2 separate regions of the Mus musculus genome follow, and region 2 is linked to region 1. Evidence: chromatin contacts called from public HiChIP or PLAC-seq data. All regions are on one chromosome and are shown on one strand. The core of a region is the stretch at or near the end of the contact, and the rest is flanking DNA. Distances in the headings are between cores, read along the strand shown.

Region 1 (4,557 bases), core at 1,541-4,040:
CACACATTTTTCTAAACTAGTCATTCATAAAACTAGATGATTTCTGCGGTTCTGTTTGATAAGTGGGGAAACTGAGGCAGGTAGCAGGTAAGACCAAGGTCACACTGATGGAAAATGCCCCTCCAGAATGCAAATCCAGGCAGCTGGACTCCTGTGCTCAGGGGCACCCTCTCCTGAGCATCCCAGAAGATGGGACAACATACGTACTAGGGTTAAATCTGTTGCCCTCTGATTGATGATGCTCTTGGGCTCACAGCGCTGAAGCACGTTATGATGCTATTGACTCTGTCTGTCTCAGGAAGAGAAGAGGAGGTTAAAGGAAGAGATCGAAAGGAGAAGGGCAGAAGCTGCTGAGAAGCGCCAGAAGATGCCAGAGGATGGCCTGTCAGAGGACAAGAAGCCGTTCAAGTGCTTCACTCCTAAAGGCTCGTCTCTCAAGGTATCTTCCCAGAAATACTTCCTATAAAAGCTCCCTTCCAGCATCATAGGAATCTCACTAGAGTCCCTTTAGGTTTTGATCATCTAAGACTTCCCTGGCTTCTTGTAGCTCTTTGCTGTCCTGTGTTAATCTGTCCAGTCTACTTTACCGAGACATCTTGGACCGGGTAACATGAACAACTTATTGCTCACAGTTCTGGGGGCAGAAAAGTCCAAGGTCAAAGAAGGCATTAGCAAATTCAATATCTGACAATGGCATTTTCTTGCTCTGTTCTCCTATGATGAAACAGAAAAGAAGGAACACACAAGCTCCATCTGGCTCATTAAGAAGGGCACTAGTCCCATTTATAAGGAATTCACCCAAAGGCCCTATCTTTTATATAGCACATTGGGAATTGGATAGTACCATATGGAGAGCGACAAACATTTGACCCCTGACTCTTTCAGCTGCTTTTTATGTTAATGTTGTGATTACTAAAAGCAGAGCAACTGACATTGGTCCAGATCCAAACTGCAAAGCTATTTCTGTAGGAGATGAGATGCAACTTGGATAGGGATCTTTCCCAGTAGAGTTCGATCTTACTACTGCCTTCATGGATCAGAGCTCCTAACTTTCAGGGCAGAAGTTCTTTCTGAGAGAAAAGAGGACCAAAAAGAACTGAAGTCAGGGAGACTGTGGAGTGGTTGAGATGTTGGGGAAAGGCAGTCCACTCAGTCACTCAAACCAGGAAGCCCTCGGGGCCAGCACAACAAGGCCTGCAATAGGCCAGCTTCATTTCTGAACACCGACACTGGAATTGACAGCTCTAGAGGATCTAATAGCTTTTCTGGCCTCCATGGGCACTGCATGCTGACATACATACAGATAGGCAAAACACCCATACATATAAAAATTTAAAAAATAAGTCTGGAGAAAAAATAGTGCTTCAGGCTGGGTGTGGTAACTCACTCTTTTGATCCCAGCACTTGGGATACTAGAGCAAGAGGCTCACCAGTTCAAGGCCAGCCTGGACCTTGCGAGTTCCAAGTCAACTTGAGCTGCAGAGTAAAACTCTATCTAAAAAACAAAACAAGACAATAAGTGTTTTCCTTTGGTTGTTTGAGAGCTTTATGGCAAACGCTTGGCTTGAGGGTCACTGGAATGATCAGCAAGACAAAAGGAACAGCCAGGAAAGCAGTCATCCAGCCAGGGAGAAGTGTCCTCCCTCCTCGCTGCTTATCTCCGAGCAGCCACCAGGGCAGCCTGTCCCTGGTCCTGCTCTTTTGTTCCTGGATCAACAAATAATCAAAGAAAATAATGTTCTCTCTTCCTGCTTTAAAATCTCTCCCAAGTTGAGTCTTCCTTGAACAGTCCTGATAACATGAGAGCGGTCACTGGGACTTCTAGATCCTATCTGTTCTGATTTCTGGACAAACTGGGGCTCCTCCCCTCCTCCCCCACCCTTTAACCATCTCCTCTCTACCAAGCTCCTGAGGGTCCTCACTTCTCATTTGGATCCCCCTGGCCTCGCTAGGAACCCCGTCTTCTCTCTCATGGAGCCGCACATGTTAACAATCATTTAAAGTAAATGTACAGAAAGGACCAGACAAATTTTAATTTTTACATAATAGAGATGGGCATTTAGGTGTATACTATCTGCCTTTGGTCCCGATGGAAGTTCCTTAGAGAACTTTCTGGAATCTTCCTAAACCTAGCTTATCCTATAATGGAATTCCAATACCTAGCGATGCTCTCCAGACAGCAGTGTTGGTTATAACAATTCTAACAACCAGGCGGTACTATGCACTGCCAATGGGAAGGGAAAAATTTGGATGTTGACCTTAAAATAGTGCTAAATGGTATATTTGTTTATTCCTTATGATTTCCACTGTCTTGGAAACTCTACAAGTGAGTTCTCATTGCCTGGTTATGGTAGCAATGAATGACAACACAAAGAACAAATTATAAGTAGATTAAATCCAAAGGCTTTTGGTGTTGGTGTTTGAGTTTATTGATGGAGAAGTAGAATGTGAGGTAAGGAAAATATACAACCTATTATCTAAAGCTAGCGGTAGTGTCTTCCCTAAGTTCTACTAAGACGGTACTGCCACCTGCTGGTTATCAGGAGCACCAACTTACCTCCTTAAATTCCTTAAATATTGTGCAGAGTCTTTAATTTATAAACTCCACACTAGGGCAGCTGGTTAAGGCGCTTTCCAGCAAGAGTCAGTAAACAGAGGGTGCATCCTATGGAAATTAAGAGAATGACGTCAAGCTGGATTAACTATTTCAGATACAAAAGGAGGAGCAGGGGTGTGCCCACTCTTTGGCTTGGTTCACGGGACAGCCTAGGGGAGCTGAACAACCCTCATTTAAGATGCTGGCAGAGCCACACACACACAGGGCTCAGCTCTGCTCTGTACTACGCTGCACTTCCCACCACCCTCTGCAAAGTATTTGACTTGTAAAAATAAATAAACAAGACACCTAGCTTCCCCTCCAGCTCATGCATGCCTCCCTCGGTTTCAAAAGTTCATGTGGGAAACTGCAAACTATGAAACTCAGCTCAAATATCAAAATTTTTTTGAAATGGTAAACTATACAACTCAGTTCAAATATCAAAACTCCTATTTTGTCTTAGAGATGTGGCATCATGTTCGTGATGACGTTTAATATGGTACCTACCACTGGTATTTAAGTGTTTTCCAAATCTAAGGACCCTTTGTTCTCTTAGTCTGCCAAGGAGCACGCATGAAGAAAGGCTCCATATCCTACCCTGTCCAGAGATCTACTGTGGTGACCTGCCCTAGGCTGATAAGATGGGAATGTTCCCTTCTCTTGGTCAGATTGGATAAGCACAACAGATTGGTGTAGACTGAGTAGTTATCATTTGCCAGATATGGTGGCTCATGCCTGTCAGTCCAGCATTTAGGACAATGAGGTAGGAGAACCAGGAATTCAAGGACAGCCTACACTCCATAGTAAGGCCTTGTCTCAAAAACCAAACAAACAAACAAACAAACAAAAAACAACCAATAAGCTAAACCAAGTAAGCATTTGTTTTCCACAGCTGTGGAGATTGGGGAGTGTGAGGTCATCTGGGTGTCAATACTGCTGAGTTCTACACAGGGCTCTGTTCCTGCTGCCCCTTCATGTGCAAGAGAACAAGAAAATAGGAGAGTCCTCTTGTCTTTTCCATCAGTGTTCTAATGCCATCCGTGAGGATTCCACCTTCCTGACAAAATGACCTTCCAAAACGACCCACTTCCAAATGCCATCACAGAGAGATACAGATCTAAATACATAAATAATTAATTTGTCATTGGTCTGTATTATGGAAGGCCATAAAACTGGCTGTTTTTTGCTCCCAATACCCCCCCACACACACACACCTCTCCTGTCTCCTTCTTCTCTCTCCCTCTCCCTCTCTCTCTGCTTTTTTTTTTTTTTTTTGAGACAGGGTTTCTCTGTGTAGCCCTGGCTGTCCTGGAACTCACTTTGTAGACAAGGCTGGCCTCGAACTTAGAAATTCACCTGCTTCCGCCTTCCAGTGCTGGGATTAAAAGCGTGCGCCACCATGCCCGGCTCTCTCTCTCTCTCTCTCTGCATTCTGCACCCTCTTCCAATACTAGCTTCCCCCGCCTCAGATACATTATTCATCATTTCCTCCCTGCCCCCTCCGGGCTGCTACTCCCAGCGTGGTTGTGCTCTCATTTGTTCTGAGATAGTTTTTATTAACCAAGTTCAAGAATGGTAGCAGTGTGGTAGAAGGCCACCGTGAGTAAGCTATGGGCCACGAAGCAGGTCCAAAGGTGAAATGCGTGTCTTTCTGGGTGTGCCTTGCCTTCCACGAGTGCTCAGAGGTATTTCAAAGACTCATTGGTATGGTCTCCATTGATTCGCACCTCAGGCTTTCAGTGTCTGCAGAGCTTCCCCGAGTTAGGACTTTGCTACACAACGTTTCCTCTGCATATTCACAAGGCTTCTTCTCTTCTTCTGTTTCTAGATAGAGGAACGAGCAGAGTTTTTGAATAAATCTGTGCAGAAAAGGTAAATAGAGTTGACTGTTCATTTGAGGCTCATCAGCTGTCTCACTTACGGAGAGATCCTCCCGTCTCACGTTTTCATGTCTGTGCTCC
Region 2 (4,590 bases), core at 2,038-4,537, 380 kb before region 1:
AGAGGCCATGGAGGGTGCTGCTTACTGGCTTCCTCCTTGGCTTGCTCAGCCTGCTTTCTTATAGAACCCAGGACCACCAGCCCAGGGATGAGACCACTCTTGATCACTAATTGAGAAAATGCCTTACAGCTGGATCTCATGGAGGCATTTCTTTACCTGAAGCTCCTTTCTCTGTGATAACTCCAGCTTGTGTCAAGTTAACACACAAAATCTAGCCAATACAGTCACATTCACTTTCTCTATGCTGGCTGAACCCCAACACAGGCATCTGCAGAAGATGCAGGGCTTCTTTGTGTGGATGTTTTTTTTAAAATCTAGAGGCTTGACTGTGTCTTGAATGTTTTAGTTGTTCATTGTAACTTTCCACAAGGTCATTAATACTCTAAGGATGATACGTATAAATTAGACAAAGGTAAATCTCTGAAGTGCCATCCATGAGGGTGCCTTTCAGGCCACTTGGTCTGGCCAACCAGTTCTGGCCTGGATGACTCTTGTGTGAGTCTCCTGTCTTAAAATACACAGCTCTTCTCTTCATCTCTCTCCAGAGCCTTTGTGTTGAGGCCTGCCCTCAAGCCCAGCATAGCTGCAGCCATTTTGTTCCATGCCTGTCAGCTATTTCATATTGTTGCTGTAATTTGCCTGCCAGTCTTTGGTACAGAAAAATAACTTGACTCAGAGCAAGGTCATGCTGATCACATATCCTGTTATGTTCTATATGTTCTGAGCTTTGTTAGTCTTAAGAAATTCCACAAAGCTTTACATAGGACCCATCAAATTAAAGGTCAATATGAAGTGTTATGTCTAAAATGGCTTGAATCAGAGCCAACCGCTAGGCAACACTTCCTGCACCTGTGTATGAGCTCATTGTGGTTTTAGCCTTTATAACCTGACAGAGAAAGATGTTCAGAGTTGTAACTCAGCCTCCAAACTCTGAACTACAGCCCCAATTGATCATTCTTAGGATATGTGTCCAATAAACCATCCCTGTCTGACTGAGATCGGTGTTCATGTGGTTTATGAGGCGAATCTTGGACTCCAACACTTTGTAATATATATATATGCAATGTATTCTGTAGACTCTCTCTCTCACACACACATACATCAGAAGTTCTACACATACCTTCTCAATCCTCTGTTCCTGGAACTTACTCCTGCACCCCAATCTGGCTCCCACACAAACTTCTGGAAGACAGGGACTGCATTCTAGCATTGAGTGCAGCAAGTGGCACGTGACAGACACGGAAAACAAGAGATAGGGCTTTGCTTATGATCTGAGCCCCTACTCACTAGATGCTCTGGGAAAGCTGAGAGGTGAGAAGCCAGAGAAAAGGCCAGAGAGGCAGAGAAGCATAAAGTAGCCCCTGTCATTGGGACCTACTTGTCATCCAGTATTATGTTGAAGTAACTTGCTTTCTGAAGCCAAACCTGACTTAATAGAATGTCCTAATGAAGTCTGGAAGGAATCCAGGGGCAGGGTTGAGAGGGAGTGGAGAGGAGCAAGTGGCAGCATGGTCAAGTCATTAAATCTGAAAGAAAAGCAAAGAAGAATGAAGAAACTTTTTTATTATTGAAAGAAAAGAGGCTGGAAAGATGGCTCAGTGGGTAAGAGCACTGACTGCTCTCCCAAAGGTCCTGAGTTCAAATCCCAGCAACCACCTGTAATGAGATCTGACACCCTCTTCTGGTATTTCTGAAGACAGCTACAGTGTACTTATGTATAATAATAAATAAATCTTTGGGCCAGAGCGAGCAGGGCTGACCAGAGAGAGCAGAATTGACCAGAGCAAGTAGAGGTCCCAAAAATTAAATTCCAAACAACTACATGAAGGCTCACAACCATCTGTACAGGTACAGTGTACTCACATACATAAAATAAATAAATAAATCTTTGAAAACAAAAAGAAAGAAAAGAAGGGAGGGGAGGAGGGAAGCAGGTGAGGGGGGAGGAGGAGGAGGAGGAGGAGGGGAGGGGGAAGTAGGAATGAGGGAAGAACAGGAGGGTGGGGAGCAAGGGGGAGGGGTGAGGAGGGAGGAGGAGAAGGAGAATTTTAGTAGTAAAAGATCATGTCGAAATGACTAATAGGTAATCTCTACTTCTAGACCAATTTACTCCCATGATCTTACAGCAATTGTGTGAACACAGATGAAATTACACACTCACACAGCCACGCCTGACACAGAGGCTACTATAACCGCACATAATGTTACTCTGTGTTTACTTTTGTGTTAAGGAAGTTGAGATTATGATTCTTTCTTCTTTGGTCCAGCCTCACATTACTGCTTTTCAAATTCATACATTAAAAAGAGTGACTGGCCCAACTTGGGATCCATCTCATGGGAGGGCGCTAAGGTCTGATACTATTGCTGATGCTGTGTTGTCCTTACAGACAGGAGCCTGTATGACTGTCCTCTGAGAGGCCCTACCAGCAGCTGACAGAGACAGAGGCGGATACACCCAACCGTTGGACTGAGGTCTGGGACCCCTATGGTTGAGTTAGGGGAAGGACTGAAGAAGCTGAAGGGAAGAGTGACCCCATAGGAAGACCAGCAGTCTCAGTTTATCCGGATTCCAGGGAGCTCCCAGAGACTGAGCCACCAACTAGGAGCATACACGGGTTGGTCGGAGGCCCCTGGCAAAAATACAGCAGAGGTCTGCTTGGTCTGGCCTCAGTTGGAGAAGATGTGCCTAATCCTTGAGAGGCTTGAAGCCCCAGGGGAGGGGGAGGTCTGCGGGGGCACCCTCTCGGAGGCAAGGGGGAGGAGGAATGGGATGAAAAATTTTGGGAGGGGGGACAAAAGGGGGGACGGGAATGTAAATAAATAATAAAAATTGAAAAAAAATTCTGCAAGGACATCCGTCAATTGATTTCCCACCGATATCTCTTGTTATCAATATTGTAGCTAGTGAAATAGTGGTTTCAGAAATAATTGATGTGGCTAGTCTGACAGTAGTGGGTTATCAGTACTAATCGATATCAGAATGATTGCTATATGCCTCCTTGTTTGCCTTGAATTTTTTTTCCCTAGCTGAAAACTTGTTGGACCCCTAGAGTATGTGCACTCTCGAAGCAATGACCTTCCTTAAATAAACTTATGCATTCATCTTTCACTGCCTGTTATTTTTGTCCACACACCTGTGCGGGCACTGCTGCGGGAGCCTTGCACTCTGCAGCAGGGAAACTTAGTATTCTGCAGTGTTTACTGCTGGTCAACCCTACGAAAAACCGAAATGCACTTCCTGTGCCAGTGCCCGCCCCCAGGCTGTGGCTGCTAGCCAGTAGGAAGAAGAGCCTGTCTCCTCAAGGACACGGAACCAGTTGCCAGACTCCTAATTTAGGCAAAGGCTCCCGTCTGTTCCCTTTGAACCGTTTCTGCAGCAACCATGGCCGCCTTCGTGACGCTCCTTACCGGAGCCAAGATGCCCATTGTGGGCCTGGGCACCTGGAAGGTGAGTGCGCAGTTTTTGGGCAGCTGCTTTTTTCAAGTGGGGACAGGTCTTGGCACGTCTTCCTCTTTGCATAGCATTTGCCTGCCGGGTGGGGGTTGGGGTCGGGTAAGGCTGGAACTCTACAGCCTTGACCCAAGTTGCTTTCAGTTTTTGTGCTGCTTCAGGCCTCAGAGCTGGCGTCTAACTTCCCTAACAAGTGTCGGGATCCCAGCTGTTCCTGGATTTTTACAAAGTACAGCAAACCATCATCTCCAGGCAGTTATTCTCGTCGCAAGCTTTTCCTCAGAATTACTTCACAGTTTACAAGTTTTGGCTGTGTATTTATTTCTGGTTGAATTATTTAGAACGAGAACGCTGAGCTCCAAATGACCCAGCTGCCCTTGCTACCCATGCTGAAGGACCCCATTACCTACTTCAGAGTAGTCTGGGAGCCTGTGAAAGCCCAGTCTCAGACCCCAGCCCAGGCACGTTCACTTTCCAAAGACCCCACTAGTTCCCACATGTTAAAGCCCGAGCAGGATCAGGGTGGCAGAGAGACTGAGCGAGAGTCAGCTCAGGTCCCACCCTGGCTGTGTTCAACTCACCTGGCAAGTTTCTCCGAGGCTCATCTCAATGCTTAGTGAAACGGTTTTGGACCAAGCCAGAAATTACACATCCATCAAAACAATAACTAATCACTTGCAGATCTCCAGGGAATCAACTCACATGGAAAACTTCACAGAGATGAACTTTCAGAATTTCAACAGCAGACGCAGACTGTAAAGGAGTTGGGCTCAGGATGAGTAGCCCGTGCTGCCAGCAGTGCGCGTGCAGGGGGGCGGGGCTTTCAGCCTGGACCTCAGTGCCTCTGAGTGGCTGGAAGCAATTCCTTGTCCCAGTGATGGCGCAGCTGTTGCTGTTTTATGATCTTTTAAAAATTAGATTTATTTTTTATTTAAATTTCAAATGTTATCCCCTTTCCTGGTCCCCCCTCCAGAATCCCCCTATCCCATCCCCCCTCCCCCTGCTTCTTCCCTCACCTACCCACCTACTCCCACCTCCCCACCCTCGAATTCCCCTACACTGGGGCATCAAGCTTTCACAGGACCAAGGGCTTCTCTTTCCATTGATGCCCGACAAGGCCATCCTCTGCTACATATGCG

The links. HiChIP or PLAC-seq counts read pairs in DNA pulled down with a chosen protein or histone mark.
Region 2: an H3K27ac HiChIP or PLAC-seq map of extraembryonic endoderm stem cells shows a contact between it and region 1, with 5 times the contacts expected there. The contact joins the promoter of Akr1b10 here to the enhancer-like site in region 1. A contact is called at or near these places in 6 of 39 promoter capture datasets (cranial neural crest, embryonic stem cells, hematopoietic stem and progenitor cells and 1 more), 9 of 484 Hi-C or Micro-C datasets (bone marrow-derived macrophages, embryonic stem cells, frontal cortex and 3 more), 8 of 115 datasets of contacts at active chromatin or transcription factors (astrocytes, bone marrow-derived macrophages, embryonic hindbrain and 4 more) and 5 of 9 other capture datasets (adipose tissue, embryonic stem cells, liver and 2 more).

Annotation. Positions count from the first base shown.
Region 1 is chr6:34,757,686-34,762,242 of GRCm38.p6, forward strand. Cald1 (caldesmon 1) reads left to right here. Exons shown (of 14, transcript NM_001347100.1): 8 at 299-439; 9 at 4,425-4,468. Among named protein-coding and RNA genes, the nearest start is that of Agbl3, 20 kb to the right of the region's middle. Within about 2 kb of position 2,791, at least 4 of the 459 cell types and tissues checked have an H3K27ac peak or open chromatin away from gene starts, as enhancers often do. A contact at or near this core is called in extraembryonic endoderm stem cells, where this site is marked.
Region 2 is chr6:34,380,960-34,385,549 of GRCm38.p6, forward strand. Akr1b10 (aldo-keto reductase family 1, member B10 (aldose reductase)) reads left to right here and starts at 3,288. Exons shown (of 10, transcript NM_172398.3): 1 at 3,288-3,448. The coding sequence starts at 3,383.